7 separate regions of the Mus musculus genome follow, and regions 1, 2, 3, 5, 6 and 7 are each linked to region 4. A link is a contact called in public HiChIP or PLAC-seq and promoter capture Hi-C data. All regions are on one chromosome and are shown on one strand. The core of a region is the stretch at or near the end of the contact, and the rest is flanking DNA. Distances in the headings are between cores, read along the strand shown.

Evidence for each region. Promoter capture Hi-C pulls out the DNA fragments that hold promoters and counts their contacts. HiChIP or PLAC-seq counts read pairs in DNA pulled down with a chosen protein or histone mark.
Region 1: a contact with region 4 is called in a promoter capture Hi-C map of hippocampal neurons, with 2.5 times the contacts expected there. The contact joins the promoter of Fam131a here to the promoter of Dgcr8 in region 4. A contact is called at or near these places in 9 of 39 promoter capture datasets (the 3T3-L1 cell line, the C10 cell line, cranial neural crest and 6 more), 7 of 484 Hi-C or Micro-C datasets (LSK cells, embryonic stem cells, gonadal supporting cells and 1 more) and 1 of 115 datasets of contacts at active chromatin or transcription factors (embryonic stem cells).
Region 2: a promoter capture Hi-C map of pre-B cells shows a contact between it and region 4, with 5 times the contacts expected there. The contact joins the promoter of Polr2h here to the promoter of Dgcr8 in region 4. A contact is called at or near these places in 6 of 39 promoter capture datasets (the C10 cell line, cranial neural crest, hippocampal neurons and 2 more) and 2 of 9 other capture datasets (adipose tissue and liver).
Region 3: a promoter capture Hi-C map of hippocampal neurons shows a contact between it and region 4, with 3 times the contacts expected there. The contact joins the promoter of Abcf3 here to the promoter of Dgcr8 in region 4. A contact is called at or near these places in 6 of 39 promoter capture datasets (the 3T3-L1 cell line, cranial neural crest, hippocampal neurons and 3 more), 2 of 115 datasets of contacts at active chromatin or transcription factors (astrocytes and embryonic stem cells) and 1 of 9 other capture datasets (adipose tissue).
Region 5: a promoter capture Hi-C map of liver shows a contact between it and region 4, with 4 times the contacts expected there. The contact joins the promoter of Dvl3 here to the promoter of Dgcr8 in region 4. A contact is called at or near these places in 4 of 39 promoter capture datasets (the 3T3-L1 cell line, the C10 cell line, cranial neural crest and 1 more).
Region 6: a promoter capture Hi-C map of the C10 cell line shows a contact between it and region 4, with 3 times the contacts expected there. The contact joins the promoter of Vwa5b2 here to the promoter of Dgcr8 in region 4. A contact is called at or near these places in 5 of 39 promoter capture datasets (the C10 cell line, cranial neural crest, frontonasal cranial neural crest and 2 more).
Region 7: a contact with region 4 is called in an H3K27ac HiChIP or PLAC-seq map of extraembryonic endoderm stem cells, with 27 times the contacts expected there. The contact joins the promoter of Psmd2 here to the promoter of Dgcr8 in region 4. A contact is called at or near these places in 6 of 39 promoter capture datasets (the C10 cell line, cranial neural crest, frontonasal cranial neural crest and 3 more) and 2 of 115 datasets of contacts at active chromatin or transcription factors (extraembryonic endoderm stem cells and large pre-B cells).

Annotation. Positions count from the first base shown.
Region 1 is chr16:20,693,631-20,697,041 of GRCm38.p6, reverse strand. It overlaps Fam131a (family with sequence similarity 131, member A), which reads right to left and starts at 1,985. Exons shown (of 6, transcript NM_133778.2): 1 at 1,865-1,985; 2 at 1,161-1,303. The coding sequence starts at 1,952.
Region 2 is chr16:20,715,937-20,719,389 of GRCm38.p6, reverse strand. It overlaps Polr2h (polymerase (RNA) II (DNA directed) polypeptide H), which reads right to left and starts at 1,564. Exons shown (of 5, transcript NM_145632.2): 1 at 1,396-1,564; 2 at 483-566; 3 at 306-399. The coding sequence starts at 1,468. It overlaps Clcn2 (chloride channel, voltage-sensitive 2), which reads left to right and starts at 2,754. Exons shown (of 24, transcript NM_009900.2): 1 at 2,754-3,453. The coding sequence starts at 3,395.
Region 3 is chr16:20,546,855-20,550,033 of GRCm38.p6, reverse strand. Abcf3 (ATP-binding cassette, sub-family F (GCN20), member 3) reads right to left here and starts at 1,431. Exons shown (of 21, transcript NM_013852.2): 1 at 1,289-1,431; 2 at 921-1,068; 3 at 720-799; 4 at 244-290; 5 at 1-30. The coding sequence starts at 1,361. It also overlaps the pseudogene Gm15760.
Region 4 is chr16:18,286,933-18,290,452 of GRCm38.p6, reverse strand. Dgcr8 (DGCR8, microprocessor complex subunit) reads left to right here and starts at 1,285. Exons shown (of 14, transcript NM_033324.2): 1 at 1,285-1,350.
Region 5 is chr16:20,515,264-20,518,495 of GRCm38.p6, reverse strand. Dvl3 (dishevelled segment polarity protein 3) reads right to left here and starts at 1,510. Exons shown (of 15, transcript NM_007889.3): 1 at 1,141-1,510. The coding sequence starts at 1,301. Gm16618 (predicted gene, 16618) reads left to right here and starts at 716. Exons shown (of 3, transcript NR_167658.1): 1 at 716-857.
Region 6 is chr16:20,588,789-20,591,881 of GRCm38.p6, reverse strand. It overlaps Vwa5b2 (von Willebrand factor A domain containing 5B2), which reads right to left and starts at 1,729. Exons shown (of 20, transcript NM_001384105.1): 1 at 984-1,729; 2 at 582-730; 3 at 332-502. The coding sequence starts at 720. Gm35685 (predicted gene, 35685) reads left to right here and starts at 1,280. Exons shown (of 3, transcript NR_168482.1): 1 at 1,280-1,998; 2 at 2,582-2,624.
Region 7 is chr16:20,650,216-20,653,816 of GRCm38.p6, reverse strand. Psmd2 (proteasome (prosome, macropain) 26S subunit, non-ATPase, 2) reads right to left here and starts at 2,165. Exons shown (of 21, transcript NM_134101.2): 1 at 1,966-2,165; 2 at 1,517-1,573; 3 at 1,060-1,224. The coding sequence starts at 2,100.

The sequences.
Region 1 (3,411 bases), core at 736-3,235, 2.4 Mb before region 4:
CGCTGTTGTTAATCTAGCTCCAGGAGGTCAAACACCTCCAGGCTCAATGGGCATACCCACACATATAATTAATTAAAGATATATGTTTTTAATTTTTAAAAGAAAGAACGTCTCTTTTCAGGCTCTTCCTCTGTTATTCAGGCACTTAAGGACTTTGCCACAAGGAAGCTTCTGCCTTTTCCTGGCCTTTCTCGAAGTCCAGCACTCATTTCTGCCAATACCACCAAATTCTTTCACCATCCTGCCTGCCTCAAGGGAAAGGAACCAGCTTTTTAGACCAAGAAGGCCATCAAAAGGTTCAAAAAGAATCTTACACAACGCTCCCTGTAACTCAAGGCCACAAGTGTCTCTTAGTAATAATGCTTCAACCCATATTTTTATTTTTTTTCACACCCTCAATTCTCACGCACGGCCCCTCCCATGTTCTGTACTGACTGCCTTGTACTCCGGAGGAAGCAGGAGATGGCAGGGTCAGAGTTAAATCCATATGGACTCCTAACTCCATCCTGTACCTGACTTAACGGTCCCTTGATAAGCCCCAGCAAATGTTTTCCTATGCTGAATATAACTGAAGCACACACCCCCTTCCCAGCATTACCTAATTCTCCTCCATTATGGTTGGTTCCAATTGGCACAAGCGGCCTCCACCTGCCCCTTGACCTCAGGCCCATCCTCCGTCCCTCTCCTTCAGTACCTGACTGACAGGGCCTCCAGATTGGCGCCGATAGCCTCTGGCCAGGCCTGTGGGAAGGGGAACCTGGCGGGTGTTTCCTGGCCGGCTCTCCCTCCCTCCCCTCTCTTCCCCCAGCCGGGGCCATCCATGCCCAGCGACGCTCCGCGCAGCTGCGGCCCTGGCCCAAAGAAAAAGGTGTATATCTCCCTGGCAACCCATCACCATGCAACAGGGTCTCCCGGGATACGGCCTGGGATGCGCTGACGTCAGCACCGAAGGCGCTAGCAAGCCAGCCCGCTGGCACCACGCCGAGCAGAGCAGACCGGCGCGGGGGCGGCCTGCCGGATAGCGCCTCCGCTAGCAGGAAAAAAGAGCCCGAAGCAGGATGGTGAGGCAGGAACGGGGAGGGGTCACACGAACCCTCAATGTGAACGCCACCCCCACCCCCACCCCCCGCCGCCAAACATGCACAGAAAAGGCGCAGCACCTCTGGCAAGTCCTGGCTGTCCACGGAAGAAGGACGGGGGGACCGACTCCAGCCTCGGAGAGTTCGAGCAGATCCCAGGGAGGACAGAGAGAGACCTCGAGGGAGTTCGATCCACTCCACAGCCCAGGCAGGGTCCGAAGCCACTGAGGAGTCGGGAGGGAACGGTGTTCATCTGCATTCCCACTTCTACCAAGACTGCCATTTTCACCGTGCTGCCGTGTCATTTTTTATTACCCCTCCCCCATCTCGCAGACAATCTGAGTTCACGCACATAACTCTCCTGAAACCCCCTATCCCACAACTGACTGTGGCATCCCTAAGGACACCTTCCTCTACAACTATTTTGCCATCAGAACTTACGTTACTCATACCCAAATATGAGTAACCCCTGACCTCTCCGCCCGCATCTCAACCCTTGAAAAGTGCATGAAATTTGCCCACCAGCACTGGCCCCCTCTCACTCTCCTTCTCCCCAGGATTCTTTCCTCTCACCAATCTCAACTGGGCTATCACTCCCAACAAACCCATGATTTTTCTAAGTTTCACCCTTGTAAGTCATTACCTAATGGCCCCAACCCGAGTCTCTCCCTTTCAGTCTGCTTCCCAATATCTAAACCAGAGAGAGTTTCCTCTCCACACCTGGTGTTCCTTTTTGCTCAGTTTCCCATCGCTTCCCAGATCACATCCATGATCTCTGCTCTCACCTCTGCGACTTGTCTGACAAGTCCATCGTCCTCCAGGCCCTTCGCGCTGCCACAGAAACATTTTGCCCAGCACAGAAATCATAGGCATGCTGGCTGTGTTGATGCAGAGAGCCCAAAGCCTGAACTGCTTCAGGCCCAGCTCCCAGTTCTATTCTTGTTTTGGCTCCGGATGCTGAGCCAGTCCCCTCCCCACTTGGAACTTATGCCTAGTCACATAAGGAGAACACTCCTGTCTCATAGCTTTGAGGAAGTGGGAGTGCCAGGGACCTCGCCAAGTTCTCTGGCTTGTGGGGCTGAGGCTCATCTTAGCTTACACAGTGCCAACTGGCCACGTACATCACAACTAACCTTTTAGCTGGAGCAGACGTCTCTGTCCCTGGGCCTCAGCCAGTTGGTGGTCCCCAGAAATGCTACCAACCAGAAAGAAAACAGGTTACTGGCTATGCCAGACGCCTACCTGGTACTCAAGGCCAGTCCTGAGGTCAGTCACACTCTTCCCTGACTACAGGAGAGGATGACTTCCTGAACTCCGTGCAGACCAGGAGTCAGAGCGCCCTGCCACTTCTTCTTTTTTTTTTTTTTTCGAGACAGGGTTTCTCTGTGTAGCCCTGGCTGTCCTGGAACTCACTTTGTAGACCAGGCTGGCCTCAGAAATCCACCTGCCTCTGCCTCCAGAGTGCTGGGACTAAAGGCGTGCGCCACCACGCCCGGCTGCCTTGCCACTTCTTAAATTCATAACCCACGAGGTTATTTCTGGGACTACAAATCCCAGAATTTAAGGGAAGTCCACATTTCAGCCAGAGTTTACTTGTAAAAGACCTCAAACATCAACCATACTAATGCTTTGTGTGATTGACCACCTGCTTGGAGATCCCAGGACCCATTCCGAACTAATTCCTTGACACAGGAGGTAGGCTGGCTGACCTAGAGCTAAAGTGCTTCTCTCCTCACCCCACCGCCCCCGACCACATACATGTTTTCATGGAAAAGAAGGCCTGAGCAGGGCTCAGCGGCTATAGGAAGACCTGGACTTTTTCTGCTCGGAATAAGTGTGATTTGTTTTGTTTGTTTGTTTTGTTTTGTTTGGGGGGGGGGTAATAGGAATAAAATTATCTGTGAGCGTGAGAGGTTATCAATTTGCTCACAGATGCTCCACCTGGGGCTTCCGACCCTTTAATCAACCAGCTGGGAGACGCTCTGAGCAAGTGTTAGGCAAAAACTAGCGTTCGGTGGGGTACTTGGCCAGCATTTGCAAACTGACTCCTGAGGATGAGAGCACCCAGGTAGGAGAGGCAGGTTCACAGCAAAGAGCCACTCCTAAGACACTGAGATCAGAGAGGTAGGTGTAGGCAATGAAGTATGTATATACAAAAGGCTAGTTGCCTGGAGCCCGGGAAGGTGGGGGCCGCAGGTTGGCCTGCGGCTCCCAGGCTGTGCCCCCGCAGCCACTCTCAGCAGCAGGAATACAGGCAAAAGGCAGAAGGTGAGTACACCACGGAAAATCCCAGTAGCAGGCAGGCCACAGGAACAAGTCAGAGTCGGCTAGC
Region 2 (3,453 bases), core at 315-2,814, 2.4 Mb before region 4:
ATAATATATAAATAAATTATATATTATATTACTTCATTACATTCTCATCATAGTTACTTATATATAGTATTAACATATGTTATTATATACTATAACATACATGTTATATATTATATCTAATATATAACATTATATAACTTATGTTATACATTGTCATGTAATGTGCATAGTATATAATACATATTGTATCCAAGAAATCAAATTTTCTATAACATATAGTTATACATATGTATATCCATAATCTACATATTATACTTTCTCTGCACTATATTCTTATCTTAGTCACTTGTTTACTGCTACCTCACCTGGAAGGCCTGTCATCTGTGGGGTTGTATTCACCATCATCCAAGGTACCATCTTCATACAAAGTACTAGCTATAACCAACCGGAACTTGTCACCTGAATAGAGCAGCAACATCAGGGTAAAGAAGTAGACACCTAAGACCAAAATCCTCTTGCCATTGCCCGTATTCAATACTTACCTAAGTCCACAGGGTAAATCTGAATGTTTACATCTAAGATGAGGTCCATCTTGAAAGATTCACTCTCACAGTGCAGCCGGGATACTGGGGAAGAGTGCATGACAGACATGATTACAAAGTCTATCGATGCCAGCTTGGGGTCAAATGCAAGAGATCAAATCATCTAACATGCACACACCCACCAGCCTCCCACAACTGCAATCAGAATCAGATTCACAAGAGGGAAGAAGGCAGTAACCTCAGCAAGTGACAGGGTCCCAAGCAAGCGGCAAAGCTCCTCCAGCAGTGGCCAGTCTCCAGGCTCTAACTAAAAACGCCTGGATGATTTAGACTAGAGTCTCACTGGTCCTGAGACTTCCTCTTTCTAGCAGGAGACACTGCTGAGGGAATCTGAGGGATGTATTCAAAACTGACATCTGTCTTAAGACATTTGCCTCCAGGCTAAGCGACACCAAGAAGAAACAACTTCCGGATCGTTGGGAAAATAAATACACCAAGCGGTCAACTGAATGAAATTCAGAGAGCTTCGGAAAGAGCTAACTTGTTCTTAGGCTAATACAAAATTATTGGTTAGGAAGGCAGGTAGGTAACTCGCTGCAAGACCTGGGGTAACAAAAGAGATAAGGCACCATCTACTTTTTCCAAGAATAAAGTTCAGAGCACGGTAGAGCACATAATAACTGTGTAGGGAGTTAGAAAGGTTCCCAGGGGTATGCCAGCACCCAGCTAAGGGCCACCCACCGGGCACCAGGCACCGCAAATATAATAGAAAAAGCTGTCTCAAGTTTCTCATTCACGAAAAAAAAAAAAAAACTGTTTCCTGAGGGAGGTACCGAGAGGGTGGGGCGGGCCAGCCACTTGGGGTGGGTGGGCATGTTGGCCACTTCCCTCCTACCGCCCCGACACCGCTTACCTCGGTCAAATTTCTTGCCTTCTGGGTCGATGTCTTTCACATCGAAAATATCCTCGAACAGGATGCCCGCCATCGCGAAGGGCACGAAAGCTGCAGAGGATGTGAGCGCGCGGCCACCACTGGGGATTCGCGCACCCCCTCACGTGGAGAAAAGTAAGACAGGGCAGAGTACCGCCCCAAAAGCGGCAACGAGGCCGAGGGCGCGTGCGCACGGGCTGCAGTCACGCAGCCACTTCCGCTGCCTCCTTCTCGGGGCTTCTTCACTTCCGCCGGGAAGGGCCACCTCCGAGGTGCTCGGGCCTTGTGGGCGAGTCTCAAAACTCGGTGACTCCGTCCAAGGCGGGGACAGATTAAGTCCCACCTCCGACGGGGTACCGCGCTGCGCCCGGCTCGACGGCGCCCTCTTCAGACTGTGGATCCCAAAGCGTGGAAAGCTTGGGGGCCTAACCCAGCCAGGAACCTTGATCCTTGGCCCAGAGAAGCCCGGCCCTAGCCCTTCCCTGAAGTCCGCGTGCCGGCCGAGGGCACAGTCCGCGCTGCAGGCAGGTGGAGCAGAACCCCGCCCGCAGAGCACCAGCCCTCCAGGACCCGGTGCCCAGCCCCTCAGACTGTCACCAAGATCCCCAAAGCTGGTGCGAGCTGGCTCGGACCAGCTAGACATCACCGGAGCCGGGTGCGTCCGGTTTGGGAATTTGCCATGATGTCACTCTCGGGGAAAGGAAAGCCCGCATTGTGCCCTCCCCTGGGGCTTCACCTCCTCGCCACTCCCGTCTTCCCTTGGCCCTGCTTGGCACTAGCCTCACACTGATCCCCTAGAACACTGCCAACTGAACTTGGTACTGCCTGTCACCCCACTATACCACCCTCTTCTGGACACTGAAGTGCGCCTTTCACTGGGAGGCGACAGCTCGCAATACCTTCTTTCTAGGTGCTACCTCCTCTCATTACAGCCCCTGTGCTGGGCACCCTCTTGTTTCTTGAATGAGTCTTCATCCTGGTACTATTCTTTCTCCACAGATTTCTGGACACTGTCCTCTCCAGTGGCTCCAACCTAACGCTGCCCATCCTCTTTGTGCCCTCGACACCTTCTTCTTGTCCTTCCCAGGACCCCGAAAGACAATGTGGAGCCTCAGTAGGCCGTTTCCTCAGGGCGTCAGCAGCTACTCAAATTCCCCCTTAAGCGGTGCCTGGGAGGAGCGACCTCTGCTCCCCCCCCCCCCCACACACACACACACACCCGCCTCCCAGGAGCGGCCTCCCCCGCACCAATAGCTCCCTTCCCTCGGGCCTCACCCCTTCCCGTCCCCTCCCACCTCCACCTCCGCCCCTCTTTCCAGGCCTAGCCATTCCAGGTGCACCTTCCCGGGGGAACCCGGAGGAAAGGAAGGAGAAAGGGAGGCAAGGAGGGAGCCGGCTCTCGGGCATCCTCCCAGATGCGTCTGAGCCGCCTGAAAGTGTGAAGCAGAGGCTGCCCCTGTCCGGTCTGGCTTAGAGAGCCCGAATTAGCTTTTGTCAGTAGCCCCCTACCCCAGTTCAAGAGTCCCCACATCTCCAGCCCCTCCCGCACAACGCTGCAGCCGCGGGAGAGCCCGTCCCTTCCACGTGCCAGCAGACCCGCCCCCGCCCGGCCCCCGCACCCTCAGGGCGCTGGGTTAATCCCGGGCCTCCGTGGCGAAGGGGTGCGAGATCGTGTTTCAAGCGCCCCCTGCCGCCTCTCCGGACACCAGGAGGCGGCCCCAATGCAGACCCCGGCCGGGCAGGGACGCCCCTGCAGATGGGCCGGGGCGGAGCAGCAAAGCAGGGCACCGCCCTCGGCCCGCCCGCCGAGGAGGAGACGCTAGCGGGAGGCTGAGCCTGCGGCGCGCGCCCGGGGACCCGTCGCACTCTGCACTCGGCCGCCTGGGCTGAGGGGACGGGACGGGTGCGGGCGCGGGCTCAGCGGGCCGGGAGCTGAGTCAAGGCCGAGAAGCAGAGGGAGGCAAGAGGACAGTGCACCGAGATGGCGGCTGCAACGGCTGCGGCGGCCGCGGCGGCGGCGGCGGGGGAAGGGATGGAGCC
Region 3 (3,179 bases), core at 182-2,681, 2.3 Mb before region 4:
AGCCTTCTCTAGTTTCTTCGCATTTACTGTCTGAGTGAATTCCAAACACAACCAGTTCATACTAGGGTACAGGTTCAAAAAGGAACTCCAGAGATTACTGCAAACAAACCCTTAAACTTACCCATGACGCTACATAAGCAAACACGCAGGGAAAGACACACCAGAAATCTCGCCCAAAGATACACCCACTATTCAGTAGACGGTCAACTCTCACACCCACCACAGCCCCTTCCCACTTCTCACCGAGGACTGTTCCCTCTTTAGCAGTCCTGGAAGTTTGGTGTCACAGTCTGTAAGTGATAAGAAAAGCAGTCACCTTCTCCATGAGAGAAGGGAAATGAAGACTTTGAATGACTAACAAGAACCAAGGATAGTTTTAAAGATAGCATTATAACACTGAAATGGACAGTTATTAGCCTTGAAGTAAAGGGCAAAACGATCTCACACTTAAGAAGAGCCCAATGTACTCTTTTAAGACCACGCTGTTGGTTAAGGTACGAAACTGGCAAAACCAGCTTCAAGGTCTGTATGCCTCCTACTACAGACAATAGCTTGGAGAGCCCTCCAGGCCCCGTTCTCCATCACAAGCTTTTATGGTCACAAAAATACCGCTAGCTCCTACAAGCCTTGTTGTTGAGATGGAGAGACCTGAGCTGCAGCGAGGTGGTGGCTGGGGGTGGAGGCAGAAGGCAGCTAGTTCAATCTCCCCTCACTCTCACCATAGTTTTCCATTATCTTCGACAACTGGATGGGGGCGTCCAGTAGCACCTGGCTGTTTCCCTGGTTCTGCGGTTCAGCCCTATGTAGGTAGAGAGAAAGCACTCACTTGGGAGAAAAGATTTACAGCCTTCAGACCTTCCCCCTCGTTTGTTCTCCATTCTCCTCTCTTTGCCCATCAACTTCATTCCCTTGGCACCTACAGGCGTAGAGTGTTGTACATGCGCTGACAGACAGCCCTAATGCCAGCGTCATCCTTGCTGTCCCCGGACACTTCTTGCAATAGTTCCCCGACAGCTTCCACCAGGTCATCCACAGACTCGAAATCCGCGCTGCCACTGTGCAAGACACCTGAGCCGGGTACCGCAGAACAAGACAGACAACGGGTAGGGCGGATATAGGAGCAGTTTCAGTGTCTGTACAGCTCACTCGGGGCACCAGACCCCACTGGCCCTCAAGATAAGAGGTCACGCAGAGAGACCAGATAGCGGTCTGCTGCACTGTCCGCCCTCAGTCTTTCCCCACAACCTCCACTTCGGCCTCCCCAGGCAGTTAATTCAGTTTCGCTCACCGGTCACGTAGTCGAAGACCTGCCCGTCAATTTCAGGGAACTCGCTTCGCAGGATATCAGCGCAAGTCGCCATGTTCACTCGGGATCCAATCTGCGCAGTCGTGGTGAGACTTGGGCCTAGGACCGCCTCCCTGCCCTTCCTCCCCACCCCGAAATCGCACCCCTCATCCCAAGGAGCATGCGCAGGGTTGACGTAAGAAAGCAGAGTCTGCGTGAGTCCAGGGGGCGGGTCTAGTAGAACGGGACGCAAGCGCCGCGGAGTCCAGCAGGCGTGGCAGCTTCCGCGCCTGCGCGGTTCCAGTTTCCCGTCTACGTCTACCACCTGTGCGGGTTTTCGCTGCCTTCTGGAAAGTGGAGGTTGTATCGAGGGGCGTGGCAGGATCGCCCGAGGCTTATCGTAGTGGGGAGCACGGGAGGTGTTGCGAGGGGAGAAATGCCTAGACACGGGCTAACGTGGGAGGGGGTCGCTTTACAGCTTGGATACCTTCCCCGCAGGCGCATGCTGCTGCTCGCCCACCTTTGGCGTTTTGCTGACTCACGCCAACTCTCGGTCCAGAGTGGATCAGTTTCAATTAGTCCTGCTAGTTGAATCAGCTGGGTGAGGAGCACACTTCTGCTTGCCTCTTTGCTCTGTCCTCAGTTCCTTCACACTTCATAGGTGTTCAACTGGGTCATTGAGAATGAAGTTCTGCCACCCCAAGGCACATCACCCACTGCCAGAAAACCTGAACAAGCCCTTTTATAAGTTCATTGTTTATCCTGGGTCTACAGACAAAGCAGATCTCAAGTGTCTGTAAAAGATACACCTCACACACACACTCAATTTGCAAAATTAGACAACTTTATTCCAATGCGCTCAAATTACACCCGTTTATATTTCCGAGACAATCTCTCTAGAGAGCCTAAGCTAACTTAAGAACTGAACCTCCTGCCTGTCGCCAAAGTGCTGGAATTAAAGGCATGTGACAACACTCGACTGCCCATTCATCCAGCTTAAGCATTATTGCAATGGGGAGCTGCCAGTCTTGGTGTTAAAGTTTAAAAAAGCTATCAGCATGCCTGAGGTTATAGATTAGTTGGTAAAATGCTTGTCTACCCTGAGGCTTTGTGTTTGATCCCCGGTACCTCATAAAACTGGGTGCGGTGCATGCCAATAACTCCAACATTCAGGAGGCAGGGATAGAATGATCAAGAATTCAAGGTTGCTGGACTTAGATGGAACCAGCCTTTAATCCCGGCACTCAGGAGGCAGAAAAAGGCAGATCTCTGAGTTCAAGGCCACCCTGATCTACAGAATTCCAGGACAACTAGGGTTAAAGAGAAAAACCTAAGGAGAAAAAAAAAAAAAAATCAAGGTCACCCCACTGCTACAAAATGAGTTCCAGGCCATTCTGGGGCCATTTGAAACCTTGTTTCAATTCTCTGGTCTCAGTAAGCTACTGAGTACTCAATTCTCTGGTCTCAGTAAGCTACTGAGTACACCCATATGTGTATAATACATTTAGGAGACTAGGGCAGGCAATTTGGGAGTTCGAGGCCATTCTGGACTGTACTAACTTCCGCATAAACAAAACAGCAATTGAACCTCTAGATCTAATAACCAGTTTACAGTAAATTCAGGCCAGGGGCTGGAGAAAGGACTCTGAGAAGTGCTTGTTCTGTTCTCAGCATTAAGACCTGAGTTTGATCCCTTGTACCCAAGTAAAGTCAGATGTATCTGTAAGTCACTGTGGTCTATTTTCTGTATAAAATGTACTTAGGCGCTTCCAGTTTACTTTAGAGTTGAGACATTAGTAGCTATGCAACTGAGCCAATGTATCAGGAAATCAGAGAGGGTTCTCCAGCCCCAGGAGGATACAGGGTTTGGGGTGGAGACAATGGTAGAAAAACA
Region 4 (3,520 bases), core at 36-2,535:
CAGAGGTTCTGAGTTCAATTCCCAGCAACCACATGGTGGCTCACAACTATCTGTAATGGGATCTGATGCCCTCTTCAGTTGTGTCTGAAGAGAGCAATGGTGTACTAATATAAATAAAATATATCTTAAAAAAAAAAATAGATACAATCTCCCCAACCTTAGGGATATAACTCAGTGCTTTTAGCATTAACACAAGTGTGCTGAGACCGTGAGTTCTTCAACATGTTACCCTTTAGTCGTGTTTTTAGCATCCACTTTTCATGTCCAGCAGCAATTACTGAAGTGTTTGCCTAACGGCAGACAGTTTTCTATAAAATTTTTATTACACTTATTGACTTGAATCAGAACCTAAAGGAAAGCTAAACTATTTGAGGTTCTGGATAGTATAAATATAACTTATCCCCACCTTAGTCCCGGGCTTATAGCAATGAAGTAATGGTTTGTGGGTTCGGGATTTGAAGGGCTCAGGAACAGACCTGGCTAACTTCATTTTGTTTCTGAGTCACTTCTGTCCTAAAGAATTTTCCTAAGTCTCATACTGCTACCACGGGTGTCAGATGAGTCTGGAACTGCTTAAGTTTCTTTATGGTCTTTGGCACTGACACAAGTCTGCAAGGCCTACCTAAGGTCCACCCCAAACTAAAAGGACCCCCAATCGGCTCTGCTTCTCCTTCCTTTTTTGACACGGAGGATGCTGTAAGCACAGCGAACATTTTTAGTCATCAGATCTTTGTCCTTCCTGGTGTGATGATATTGCGAGTAAAACTCCTTTCCTATCCTCCGCATCGCGCATCTTATCCGTTGACTTTCTAGGATGGGTGTACCTCCAACATTGTCCTTGGGACGACCCAGAGCCGGAGGTCCATTGTCATTCGCAAACTCAAAAGTGACTATTGAGCTCAACAGAGGCCAGCTCATAGATGAGCTCCCAGCGTCCCTCGCACTCCCGCGCTCCCCGGCTCCCGGCAGCCTCTACGCGCCTCTCTCCCGGCGCGCCCCGCGGCCGCAACTCAGCCCCACCCGGAGCGACAGCCGTTAGAAGTGCCAGGCTTGCGGCTGGTCCCGCCCATCCCGGTCTCCATAGCGCCTCGCAATTGGGCCGCGCGCGCCTCGCGCTGCCGATTGGCGGCCGCCTCAGCCCGCTCCCGGCTCCCCCAATGCGCGGAGGCCGTGCGCCGTGATTGGTAGCCCTCCGCCAAGGCCCGCCTTCCGCTCGCCCGCGCGGCAGCGGGTCTCAAGAGCCGAGCGCTTTGCAAGGGCCTTCGCGGGTTGTGGCGGCGCCGGGGTCGGTGAGGGTCGACCGGCTGTGGTCGGGCTGCGGGCGGCTCGGGCAGGTCGCGGGCGCCACAGGTAGGTGCGGGGCGCGATGGGCGCCCCGCGGGCGGCGGGCGCTGCGGCCTGGAGAGGCTGCGCCCTTTCCTTCCCTCCTTCCACCCCCACCCCTCCCGGGCGAGGCCACAGGCCGGGGCTCGGGGCGGGGCGCGGCGCGCTAGGCGGGCTGGGCCACGCGGAGTCGCGGCCTTTGTGCAGTGGGGGCCGGGCCCGGAGCCCAGGCATCATGAACGTAGGGTGCTGTCTGCCTGGTAACGAAGCCCCCTGGGCGGTGGGCCCGAAGCCATTGCCTCGCCTTCTGGCGGGAGAGGTGTGGGCAGGGACACCTCAACGCCCCGAACTCCGCCTGTTTTGTTTGGAAAAAGCCAAGAAACCGCCCAAGTCTCCACCAAATTACCCGTGGATGAAGTGTCATGTAGCTTATCAGAATGTGGTTTTACAGTAACAATGAACGTTGTAGAAATAAATGGCAAGTGGCAACCTGTTGACAGCGATACATGTCAAGTAGTATCATCCAGTGGATTTGGGTTGCTGATGGTAGGAATTTGATTTGCCATCTTGCATGCTTGCATGTACCTTATTGCCAGATGCAGAGATGTCCTGTGTTGGGTTGTTGACTCTTGTATGCCAATCACTATTAGGGTGCCCACTCTCTGCTGGCTCAAACTAGACTCCCAGCCTTGGAAGTGGCTCAGTTCCCACTGTAATCCATCACTAACCGAAGATAGTGAAAGGCTGGCCCAGCTAGTGTGGCCTTTCAGTTTAGAATAGGATTTGCGGGGTGACAAAGGAATTGATGAGGTCATACTGCCTTTGGGTTGAGCGGGAGGCTGCAGCTGTAGCACTGGCCATCCGTTCAGCAAGTAGGAGTTGTTCACATGTTTTGGGTAAGCCCTGTGCCAGGGTCCAGGGGAGCCAGCAGTGGGTCTGACTTGCTCACAGTCTAATTGGCAAATCAAAATCTGCATCCATAGGTCCAGTCAGCTGAAGAATAGTGAGGTTTACAGGCAGGAGGGCTACCCTTTGAGCTGTGTTGCCAAACATGTGGAGCAGGCAGTTCACAGTGGCTGTCTGAATTTTACCTTGTGAGAAACATGATTTTGACTGGTTTGCCCAGTTTGGCCTTCTCTTGTCATCATTCCCCTCCCATGTGATCCTATGTACTTTTCACATCAGTTTCCTTTGACATCTTCCATGACTCCCATCTCCAGTACTGTCTGTCCTCCCTTCTGATCTCCAATCTCCTGCTTCTAGTTGTCTATTCCACTTTAACACCAAATAGGTTGATTCACTCCAAGAGATAACCACAGTCCGTGCCAGAACAATCCTTATGCCTGTCTAAAGTCACCTTGGTGCCTCTCATAGGCCTGCATGTATCTCCTAAGAAGCCTTGCCACCTGTTTACAACACCAGACCATTTCCCAGAAACTGTAACCTAAAGTCCCTGTCCAAGCTATCTGGTGAGCTTTTAAACTCTTCTAATTTGATCCCTACTCTTACTCTCTTAGGTTTTCTGGACACAGAGTGATTCATTAAATTGTAAGGTGTTATAAAACTGAGGTAGTGCAGACTTAGGCCTGCTTGTTTGAGTGGCAAAGCAGCTGTACCACTTCCTAGCTTTGTAACCTTGAGCAAATTGTTTAACCTTTCTGTCAGAGTACTGAGTGAATTGCATAAAATCCTTAGAGCAGGACCTGTGTGAGGTTTAGCTGCCATTGTTACCCATGGATCAGTGATACCACTGTTTTGATCCCTTCTGTGCAGTATCCTGCTACTCAAGATAAAAATGTAAAAAACTGAATACTTGTTGCCCAGGTCAGTTTCACTCAGCATACTATCTCTAGCGTGGCCACACCATGGCTCTGCCCCAGGGTCTTTGCTTTTCCTTTAAGTATCTTCTACAGTGACCCTCCTTTTTACTCTTGTTAACCATCTGGCTCCATCTATTTCATCCTTGGGTGGGCACTGGCTGTAGAACCTTGTGTAATCTTTTAGAAGCTGCTTTCTAGATTTTTATCTTGCTTTGTTTTAGCAGAATATTTGTCAGCATGTGACATCATAGATACGTTTCTTGTTATTATCCATCTCACACTAATATGCTCTGTGGGGGAAGTGTAATTGCTCTGTGGGGCAAATGTTTTATCTGCTTTGTGCTTAACACATATACATGGTGTGTATGCCTTATGGG
Region 5 (3,232 bases), core at 261-2,760, 2.2 Mb before region 4:
TGCCTCCTGGGGCTGGGAGGGCAGGCCTTGGGAGAGAAGCCAGACTAATGTACACAGGGGGCGGGGGGTTGGGGGTGGTGGTGGGATATCTCCCCTCACCCAGCTCTGGGGCCTCAGCTGCAAGCACAGTGCAGGCCTCAGGCAAGTGCATCAGAGGGACCTTCAGGCCTTGAAGGGCCCAGGGAGGGGTAGGGTGTTTGTGTGTGTGTGTGTTCTCCATAGCCTCTAGGCCGACCGTCCAGTTAATGTAGGCAAGCCTCAGCCCCTTGGAGAGGGGTGTGTGTGTGTGTGTGTGTGTGTGTGTGTGTGTGTGTCTTCCCCCTCCACCCCCCTCTCAGGCCAGCTGCTACAAAACCCTCAGGCTCCAACATTCCAACCTCTCTTAAAGGGGCAGTCCCAGCTTCCAAACTGCCCATCAAAAGCCCTGCAGCAGGGTAGGGAGGGGAAGACAAGAGAGAACATCAATAGGCCCTTCCTAGTCTTCCCATCCAGGCTCTGAAGCCCTATGCAACATCTCTGCTGGGACTACCATCAGGAAAGAAAAGGCCCCAGCACCTGGCTAGTGAGAACTCCTCTGAGTCAGGCAACACCCCATCGGCCCAGGGGAGAGGGGAATCTGCTTGACAAACATCAGGTCCATCATCCAGCCTGGTAGAACAGCCCCCAACGCCTCCTTCTCCAGTTCAAAGTCCCACCAGCTACAGCCCTAGATACAGCACACTCCAAATAAGGCTCTGAGTTGCAGAGCTCAGAAGACCGGGAAGGCAGGCCGGGTGTCAATATACTCCAACTTTATGCTTAAATGGTGGCACCTGGAAGGACTGAGAATTCTGGCTTTGGACTGGAGTGGAAAGGATGTATGTCTCTGGGGGGGGCCGCTGGACCGTGGGGAGGTGAGGGGGCTTGAATGGTAGGAACCGATTGCTTAGGGAGGGACGTCTCGCTGGACCAGGGGGGCAAGGCCTCCAAGAGGTGACTGGGAGTCCCTCAAAGTCAAGTGTGTCCCAAGTCACCGAGTCGCTCCCTTGCTGGAAGCGGGGCTAGAAACCAGTGCAGTCAGGGGAGTCGGAACTGGCTGTGTTGGCCCCTAGCAGCGGAGCGACCCGGGCTCCCGGGAGGCGGGGCGGGGGCCATCCTCACCCAAAATCGTCGTCCATAGACTTGAAGAAGAACTTATAGCTGGGCCGCTGCAGAACGCCCTTAAAGTCCGCCAAGGTGACGCGCTCGGCGGGCAGGGGCAGCTTCACCAGGTACGGCGTCTCCTGGCCGTCCAGGTGGTAGATGATCTTGGTCTCGCCCATGGCTCCGGCCTCGGCCCCGCGGCGCGCGGCCTGCTTGGGCAGCGGGGCCGGGCCTCTCCGGCAGAGCTCGGCGCTCGGCGCGGCCCGCTGCTCAGCCCCACTCAGCCGCCGGCCGGGCCGCCAGCTCCCTTGTTCTCCGGCCGCTCCCGGGTCCCAGCGCCGCCCGCCACCGCTTCCGCTCCCCACTCCCGGCGCTCCGCTGGCGATCGCGACTCTTCCGGTGGCCTGGGCCCTCCCGGCTCTGGGCCGAGCCCAGTGCGGCCCCGCCCCGCCTCCGAGCCGCGCTGGCTGCTTGCGGCCGACTGCCCGCCCACCCACAGGGCGGCGCTGGGTCCCCTGTGCTCCGGGTTCAGGCAGCTGGACCTGGAAGTCTCAGCCCGGTGGGACTGGCGGAACCGTGTGCAGGGTCCCGGGCAGGAGGGGAGGGATGGAAGAGAAGTGTCACCGACTGCAGAAGAGAATGGATTTGAAGACCTAACTGGATCCCTGGATGCCGGGTGGCTTCAACTCGGATTTTTGGATTCTGCTGACAGCACAGTTGCTGCCACCGGACCGTACTGAGTTCCTTGAGGGCTGAGCAAGTTCAAGTTTTTATCCCTATAATCTCAGCGTCTCTATGAACAAGTAGTTTGAGAAATGGACTGAGTGGGTGTGGTAGCGCTTACCTTTAATTCCAGCACTCAGGAGAGAGAGGCAGGTGTCTTTCAGTGAGTTTAAGCCAGCCTGGCCTACAGAGAGCTTCAGGACAGCAGGACTATGGAGGGAACTCCTCTCTTAGAGAGAGGGAGAAATACAGAGAAGAAAAAGAAAGAAAGAAAGAAAGGAAAAGAAGAGGAAAAAAAGGACAAAAGAAAGAGAAAAGAAAAAATTTGAGTTAAGAAAGAATGCAAGCAGCCAGGTGTGGTGGAACATTACTTTAGTCCAAACACTGGATAGGTAGGCAAATCTCTGAGTTGGAGGCCAGCCAGTCTACAGAGCAAGTTCCAGAACAGCCAGGGCTAAACAGAGAAACCCTGTATGATTGGGACAGTAGATGTCAAAACTACCTATAGTCAGTTGGTGGTTCAGCTTCTCAGCTGTAACAATGTATGTCAGGTGTGGCTTTGAAACTCCTGACAATTCTCCTGCCTCAAGCTTCTGAGTTCTCTCTCTGATTACATGCCTGCATTTCAGTCACCTCTTCTGCCCAGAAACCTCTTCACATTACCCAATATGACTTTCATATACCCTCAACATGACACACAAGGCCCTTAATAATCTGACATCTATATACCTCTCTAGACTTTTTCTCATTACATCATAACCAATTTTTTTATTATAAGCAGAAAGCATTCAGTAGCAGTTACATGTTTTCAGTTTATATCCTTCATTTAATCTTTTTCTCCAAATAATGTCTGTGCATAAATAAAATGCATTAAAACTTTTCAAGGTTTGTTTTTACCCCCTGCACAGATTATAGGTATCTGAGATGACCAGGAGAGGGTGTCAGTCTCTTGGAATTAGAGTCACAGGAGCTGGAGAGAGAACTAAGTGGTTAAGACCTCTTCCAGAGGTCCTGAGTTCAATTCCCAGCAACCACATGGTGGCTAACAACCATCTGTAATGGGATCTAATGCCCTCTTCTGGTATGTCTGAAGACAGTGATGTCTGAAGACAGTGACAATATATATCTTAAAAAAAAAAGTTTCGGGAAGCTGTGATCCACCTGCTGAGATGCCAGACACTAAACTCTGTAGGAACAGCAAGCCCTCTTAACTGTTGAGCTGTTTCTCCCGCCCTAATATTAAAAACAGAGTCCAGGATGACCCTGAATTTTCTACTCTCCTGCCTGTACACTCCTGGAGTGGCTGGGGTTACAGGCATGTGATGCCTGGCTTATTTCTTGATTTACACATTCTAGACATTGCCCATTAACTTCCCACTTTTACTTT
Region 6 (3,093 bases), core at 480-2,979, 2.3 Mb before region 4:
AAGGGACTGAGGAGGAGATAGCCTGCCTCAACCTAAAGAGACTATGGCTACCTGAACAGTAGAGGTCTTTGGTACCCTGTAAGCTACTTTGTGCCTATTGTGTCTGCCTGGCTGCGAAGGACAGACTCAGCCTGGGCCACATTCTTTCAGTACCAGGTTCAGGTTAGATGCCCAGTCCATGACTGCTGGATAAAGGGGTAACCAATGGATGGAAAATAAAATCAGCGTCTGGAAGAAGAAAGGAGGCTGGCGATGTTAGCGGAGGCACGAGGGTGCAAGAACCTGAGCTGGCATTCGAGGGCGCGGGCTCGGGCTCGGGCTCGGAGCTTACCCTGTGCGCAGCGGCGGGGTGTAGAGGTCCCTAGTCCCGGGCCCAGAGCGCGACAGCAGGCGGCCTGTGATCGGCGCCGGCTATGCAACTGGAAGGAGACGCGCCGTCCGGCCGCCTCGGCCTCGAAGCCAGATACCACCTCCGCCTCAGCCAGAGGGTACACGAACACGCCTGCGAGCAGGAACAGGCAGACCTGCTCTCGAACCCCACCTGGCATTTGCTACCTCCCCGCGCCCGCACCAGGTCTCACCTTCCACCGGCTGGGGCTGTGGGTTGTGGTAGGTAAGCCGGGCACGCAGGCTGAGGCAGGGTCCCTTGGCATAGGCCCGGACGCAGGAGTCGGTGAGCGGCAGCGGCGTCCAGCTGGTGGGGCAGTACAGGCCAGGCATGGTGCCCACCCTGCGTGAACAGGGGCTGGATGAGGGGCACCTCGCTCCAGCGTCATGAAAACTAGCTATGCCACCTGACCCTATCGGGTACCTGGGGACCTGGGGATGAAAGCTTGCAGAGGGAGCAAGGCTGAGTCGGGAGACCCCCCCACCCCCACCCCCACCCCCAAGCCGCAGCGTCCAAGCAGACAGGTGGCGGGGCAGATAACAAGAGGGGTGTGTGTGTGTGCAAGGATGGAAAGATGGGCATCCTCGCCCGTTACCTGGGTAGCAGGAGCAGGGAACAGCTCTCCGCAATGGGGGAATGGAGGGTTAATGGTTAACCCTCCAGTCCAGGCGTCCTCCAGTCCCGCTGCGGGTTGCGAGCCGGGGGCTTGGGGGGTGGTGCCCACAGCTGTTCCTGCACCTTCTCGGGGCCTCACCACCGCCCCCGTACCTGCCCCCTGCCTCCTGGCTCTCCACGGTTGCCAGCTGTCGGAAGTGGTGCTTCTGGAGAGATGGAAGATACTCTGGGTGGAAAGCAAAGGTTTAAAGGGCCAGCATTGCCCTAGGCGCCCCTAGCTCACAAGGGTCCCCAGGGACAGGGTGAGGTCGGGAGCTGAAAAGGCTGCAGTCTTTATCTCTCCTTGCCTTTCGTGACTGGAGTACTGAGAGAGGCTGTAGACCGTCTTGAAAGGTTGCAGTAGGAAGAACTAGAAAGGGACGGGAAAATGCGTCTCGGGAAGTCAGATGTGCAGAGGTGTCGCGGCAGCGGGAGTCCATGTCATCTGATCTAGAGCGGCTCTCCCCGCCCAGGCTGGCCTGAGACTAGGTAGCCACAGGGGATGCTACAGGGTGGGTCTTGGGATCGCCCCCTCCCTTTGGGCAGCCCAAGCCTCACCGTCACTTCTTGGTGGAGTTGTGGGGCGTCGCGACCAGACAAGAGTGGGTGATGCTTCCTCTGATGTCCAGACTGCCCCTTGTTCCTGCACCTGCGCGATCCACCTCGGAACTACCACTGAGATCCTGTGAGTCGGGAGAGGGGCGCCAGCCGGGCTGCTGGCTGGTAGTCCCGCCCGGGTTCCAAGAGGCCGCCCCTCCAGCCCGCCTCTGCCCCGCCCGCCACTGCGGAGGGGGCTGCGGCTCAGTTCCTTCGGGCACCGCACCGCCTCCGCGCGTCAGCTCAGGCCGGCAGAGCCAGGCAAGAGACCGCAGTGCAGAGAGCCAGTACCCCAGCCACTGCACGACCCCCACCAACGGCACAGTGAAGCTGAGCGCCCCCTCTCCATCCTTCTGGAGGTAAGGAGTTTCGTGAGCAAAACAGGGCGGCCGAGTCTGCAAACACATCCCCCCCTCTTCCCAACACTGCAGTGGCCCACCCACCACCACCCCGCCCTGGGTGGACTCCCGCTCACTGCAGTGACCCTCCCTCATCACCGCATCGGAAACCATTTAGGCCTCGCCCCCCACAAGAAGCAAATAGGTTATTGCAGAAACCTCCCCTTTCGCGGCATGTGCCTTCGTTTGTGTGCTCACCAAAGCGGTTGCCCTCAATCCAGTCTCCCCATCACTGCAGCGGCGTTCCCACCCGGAAGCACCCTGGGCTCCTTCACTGCAGTGTTGTTATACCCTTCCTTTTCTGGGAGTGGGGAGGATGCGCAGGACGGCTTCCTTGCACGAGGGCCTCCAGAGTAAAGCCTTCTAGCTTTCCCAAGGGTGCGGGGCTGCTCCTGTCACAGCAGTGGTCCCCGCCTCCCATTCGTCAGCCTAGCACCTAAGGTGGGGGCATTCTTGCTCAGAAAAACAGGCTCCTTGAAATTGGCAGGATTTTCGCGTGTTTCTCACTGCAAAACATTAGGAAGATCTGTAAAATCTCCTCTAGGATCTTGAGGGAAGAGTCTGGGAACCCCGGGAAGTGAGCGAAGGTAAGTATATTTGGGGTCACCCTTACAAGCACTCCTAAAGATGCCCTATTCCAATTCTGCAAAAAGAAGTTAAGGAGTGCTGTAGGTGGGAGCAGTCAGAACTGTGAGATTGAGGTAAGAGAGTTTTTGTTTGTTTTACATATAGACACCCAATAACTCACACCATTTGTTAAAATTACTATTTGGAGCCATGCAGTGGTGGTGCAGGAGAACTACACAGAGTTGGAAAAAAGCAAAACAAACAAATACAAACACACACACACACACACACACACACATACACACACACAATTAGGGATGGCTCAGTGGGTAAGGGTAAAAAGCACTTTGCTGACAAACCTGATAACCAGAGTTTAATTCCTGGGATCCACGTGGTGGAAAGAGAGTATTGACTCTCACAGGTACACGTGTGCTTTGCCTACATGAATGCACATAAATGACATGCACACCTGCTGAAAGACACCAGAAG
Region 7 (3,601 bases), core at 916-3,415, 2.4 Mb before region 4:
CAGGTACGGAGGCAAAACATTCATCCACATAAATACAAAACTGAATTTTAATTTTATTAAAAAAATATTACTTTTATCTACTATTATTTATTTATAATTTAAATATTCTACCTAAATAACTATAAATTAAATGATCTAGAAAGATCACTGTAACTGCAGTATGATAGGCAGATGATGTGGGAGTCAAGGACAAAAGCAAGCCAATTAGGAGGCTACTCAAAATACACTGCAAAGTAAAGACTTCTGGGTCACAGTTGCACCAACAGGACAAATGTGACTCAACTGAGGGTTTTTAAGACATAAAAGGGGCTCACAACCATCCGTAATGAGATCTGACGCCCTCTTCTGGTGCATCTGGAGACAGCTACAGTGTACTTAGATATAATAATAAATAAATCTTAAAAAAAAAAGACATAAAAGGGATGAATGTACATGGGACAGAAGAGAGAGAAGGGACATTAAATATAAGCCTTAGAAAGCCAGGCATACTGGCTTATGCCTCTAACCCCAGCACTCCAGATAGAGGCAGGAGGAGGAGGAAGGTCATAAAATAAAGTTCCGTCTAGGCCACACAGCCGAGTTTGAGGTCAGCTAGAGGGGCTGGAGAAAAGGATCAACACTTAGGAGGACTTCCTGCACGCTCATGAAGATCAGAGTTCAAATCCCAGCACCTATTAAGACATCCCAAAAACCTCCAAAAACCAAAATCAAAAAGACATCCCAAAACCAACTATAAAGACCGAGGGTCTTTAGGCATGCATAGGCGTGACACTTATGCATATGCACATGCATACAAGCACATGCATTCAGGCACACACATATATGCACACACTATAAAAATTTTAAATTAAGTCAGAAACACATCGTGCTAAGAAAATCTTAAGATATAATGAAGCAGAAACTTCTAAGGAGCTGAGAAGCATTCTCAGGCTTTCCACTGGAGAATCAGTCTCACTGTGATGAACTTTCCAGCTAGATGGGGTCCACTAGGCTTTCAGTGACTTAGCATTAAAAAAGGAATTATTCAACTGGACAGGTCCCAGCCATATTCTGAATTACCTTATTCTCCCCAGGGGCCATGTTCTCATAGATTTCCTTCAATTTGCCATAGTGTGGACGCAGAAATTTGAGAGGCTTGGGTACTGAAGTCATGGAAGTTGTAGAAGAACGAATTTGTCTTCTCAGTTCCTCCAGAGCTGGTCGATATAGAGATGTATCTTTCTCCTAATAGGGGATGTTAATGCTCAGACCAAAAGGAGTCACATTTCTCCACATCACGACCCATACATACTTAACCAATGCTTTGGTCAAAGACATAACTGGCTCCTATTTCATGATGCCTCAACCCCTGTAAATGACCTGAGACCCATGACCCCATTTAAATACCCTTTGTAACTCTTCCCTCAAATTATCGTAATATCTAATATGTGGTATCTAATTGTTGCCTCAAAATGAAATAGAGTAAACAAATGAGAAACATCAACTATACTCCCCCTGTAGTAACATCTTGACTCACCCCGAGTCGCTCCACGAGCATCTCCAGTTCATCTTGAAGCTGTTTGTCCTCCTCAGACTGGAGGGTTAGGGGAAGAAGCTCATCAAAAGTGGGGACCCGAATCACATTCTCCTCCCACTTACCCCGGGACAGGTGAAGAGTGTGAATGTCTATGGACAAGAAGAGGGCGTGGGATAGGGAAGCAGCCCTATAGGAAAGGCTGTCTACCTTAGGAACCAGGCAGACTCTGCTTGGAAGCCATTCTAGGAAATAACCAAAGAACCGCGATGTGATGGTGAGGGCCTCAGGGAGTGACAGTGCGTAATGGGGCGGGCAGGGTATAAAGAAAGGGTCGCCCCATCCTGAGTCTCCCCGGTGCGGTGGGCAGTACGGAGTCGGGCCCGAGGCCTTCGAGCCAGCAGTGACTCAGCCCAAGGCCTCCTCCTCGGGCTCCCCAGGCTGCGCCTCACCAGCTCCTGCTCTTTGTCTTTTTCCCCGGCATCCCTTCGCTCCTTGCCACTCGACTTCTCGTCCGCGCCGCTGGGGGTTGTCGCGGAGGGCTGTTGGGACTGCACGGGTGTCTTGTCTCGTCCACCCTCCTCCATCTCCGCCACTACTGCCGGCCTGCTGCGCGCGCACCTGCTCGCACCGCCCCTTTTCCCAGAAGGCCACGCGCGTTGTCCTCCAGACCGGAAGCGCCCTGCGGATCCCGAGTCCCGCCCTCTGGAGCAGGACGGGAATTACTGTTCCGGCTTCCAGCCCGAACGGCTACTGTTGAGTTAGGGTGTCTCTGTGCGTGCAAGGGTGGTCTGACTGCAGAGATGCCTAGCTCTCCGATCCTGTAGCTTCACCACAACTGGATGCATGGTACGATGAGAAGGTCATCCTGAAGACAGGACGTCCATACATGTTCATGCTTGCTTTAGTCCTCTGTAGGAGATTTCTATGAGCTCAAAACTCTTCAAGTCTTGACCGAGTCTGTGTGACTTCGGTGTAATTATGCCACTACTACTGTGGAATAGTAACCGCAAACCATTTCCCCCAAAGTGAAGATGAAATTTACTTATTTATTATCCCAGGTTAGCCTCGAACTTACTTTCTAGCAGAGAATAACTTCATTACAGACATGAGCTGCTGATGCGTGTAGATCTTGGATTCTAGGCATAACCATCCATTTCCACTGCCAATGACTTCTTCAGCCTTTGGAGAGAGATTGAACAGCCCATTGCTGCTCTGCCTGTTCTATAGCCGTATAGTCCTCTGTAGGAAATGTCTACCGGTTTCTGTTTCTATGACTTCTATCACAGATAAGAATACATACATACGTACATACATGCATACATATATCAGGCACATACCATATGTATGGTATATAAATATTTAGTATGTATATTTCATGTATACATATGTGTGTATATGTATATATGTGTGTATATGTATATATATATATATATATAATCAACAGTCACATACCAATTAGTATGTTGGAGATGAATTGGAAATTGTGCCCTAAAAGGTTTATCAAGAAGCTGATGAGTCCAGATGAAGAGGATATGAAAAGCTGTTGGGATATATTTCAAGTTATTTTGTAGGAATACATTGTTTTGAAATAAAAACTTGGAAAAATGTGGGAAACTCAAACTTTCAAAACATGATATTAGAAACAAATCCTGCCATGCACCAGCAGTGTGGTTTTGGTAAGCTACCTAAATTAAGTCTGTTTTCTGCCTATGTGAAGTACAAAAAGTTTCTCTTGTAAGAACACTTAAAGAATGAAATGAGCTGGGCAGTGGTGGCGCACACCTATAATCCCAGCACTTGGGAGGCAGAGGCAGGCAGATTTCTGAGTCCAGCCTGGTCTACAGAGTGAGTTCCAGGACACAGAAAAACCCTGTCTCAAAAAAAAACAAAAAAAAAAAAAAAAGAAAAGAAAGAAAGACAGACAGAAAGAAAGAAATGAGCCAGGCATCGTGGCCCATACTTTCAATCCCAATATTTGGGATTAAATAAGGAGGCAAAGGCAGGTGGATCTCTGTGTGTTCAAGGCTAGCCTGGTCTACAGAGTGAGTTCTAAGCAAGCCAGGAACTACACAATGAGACCCTGTT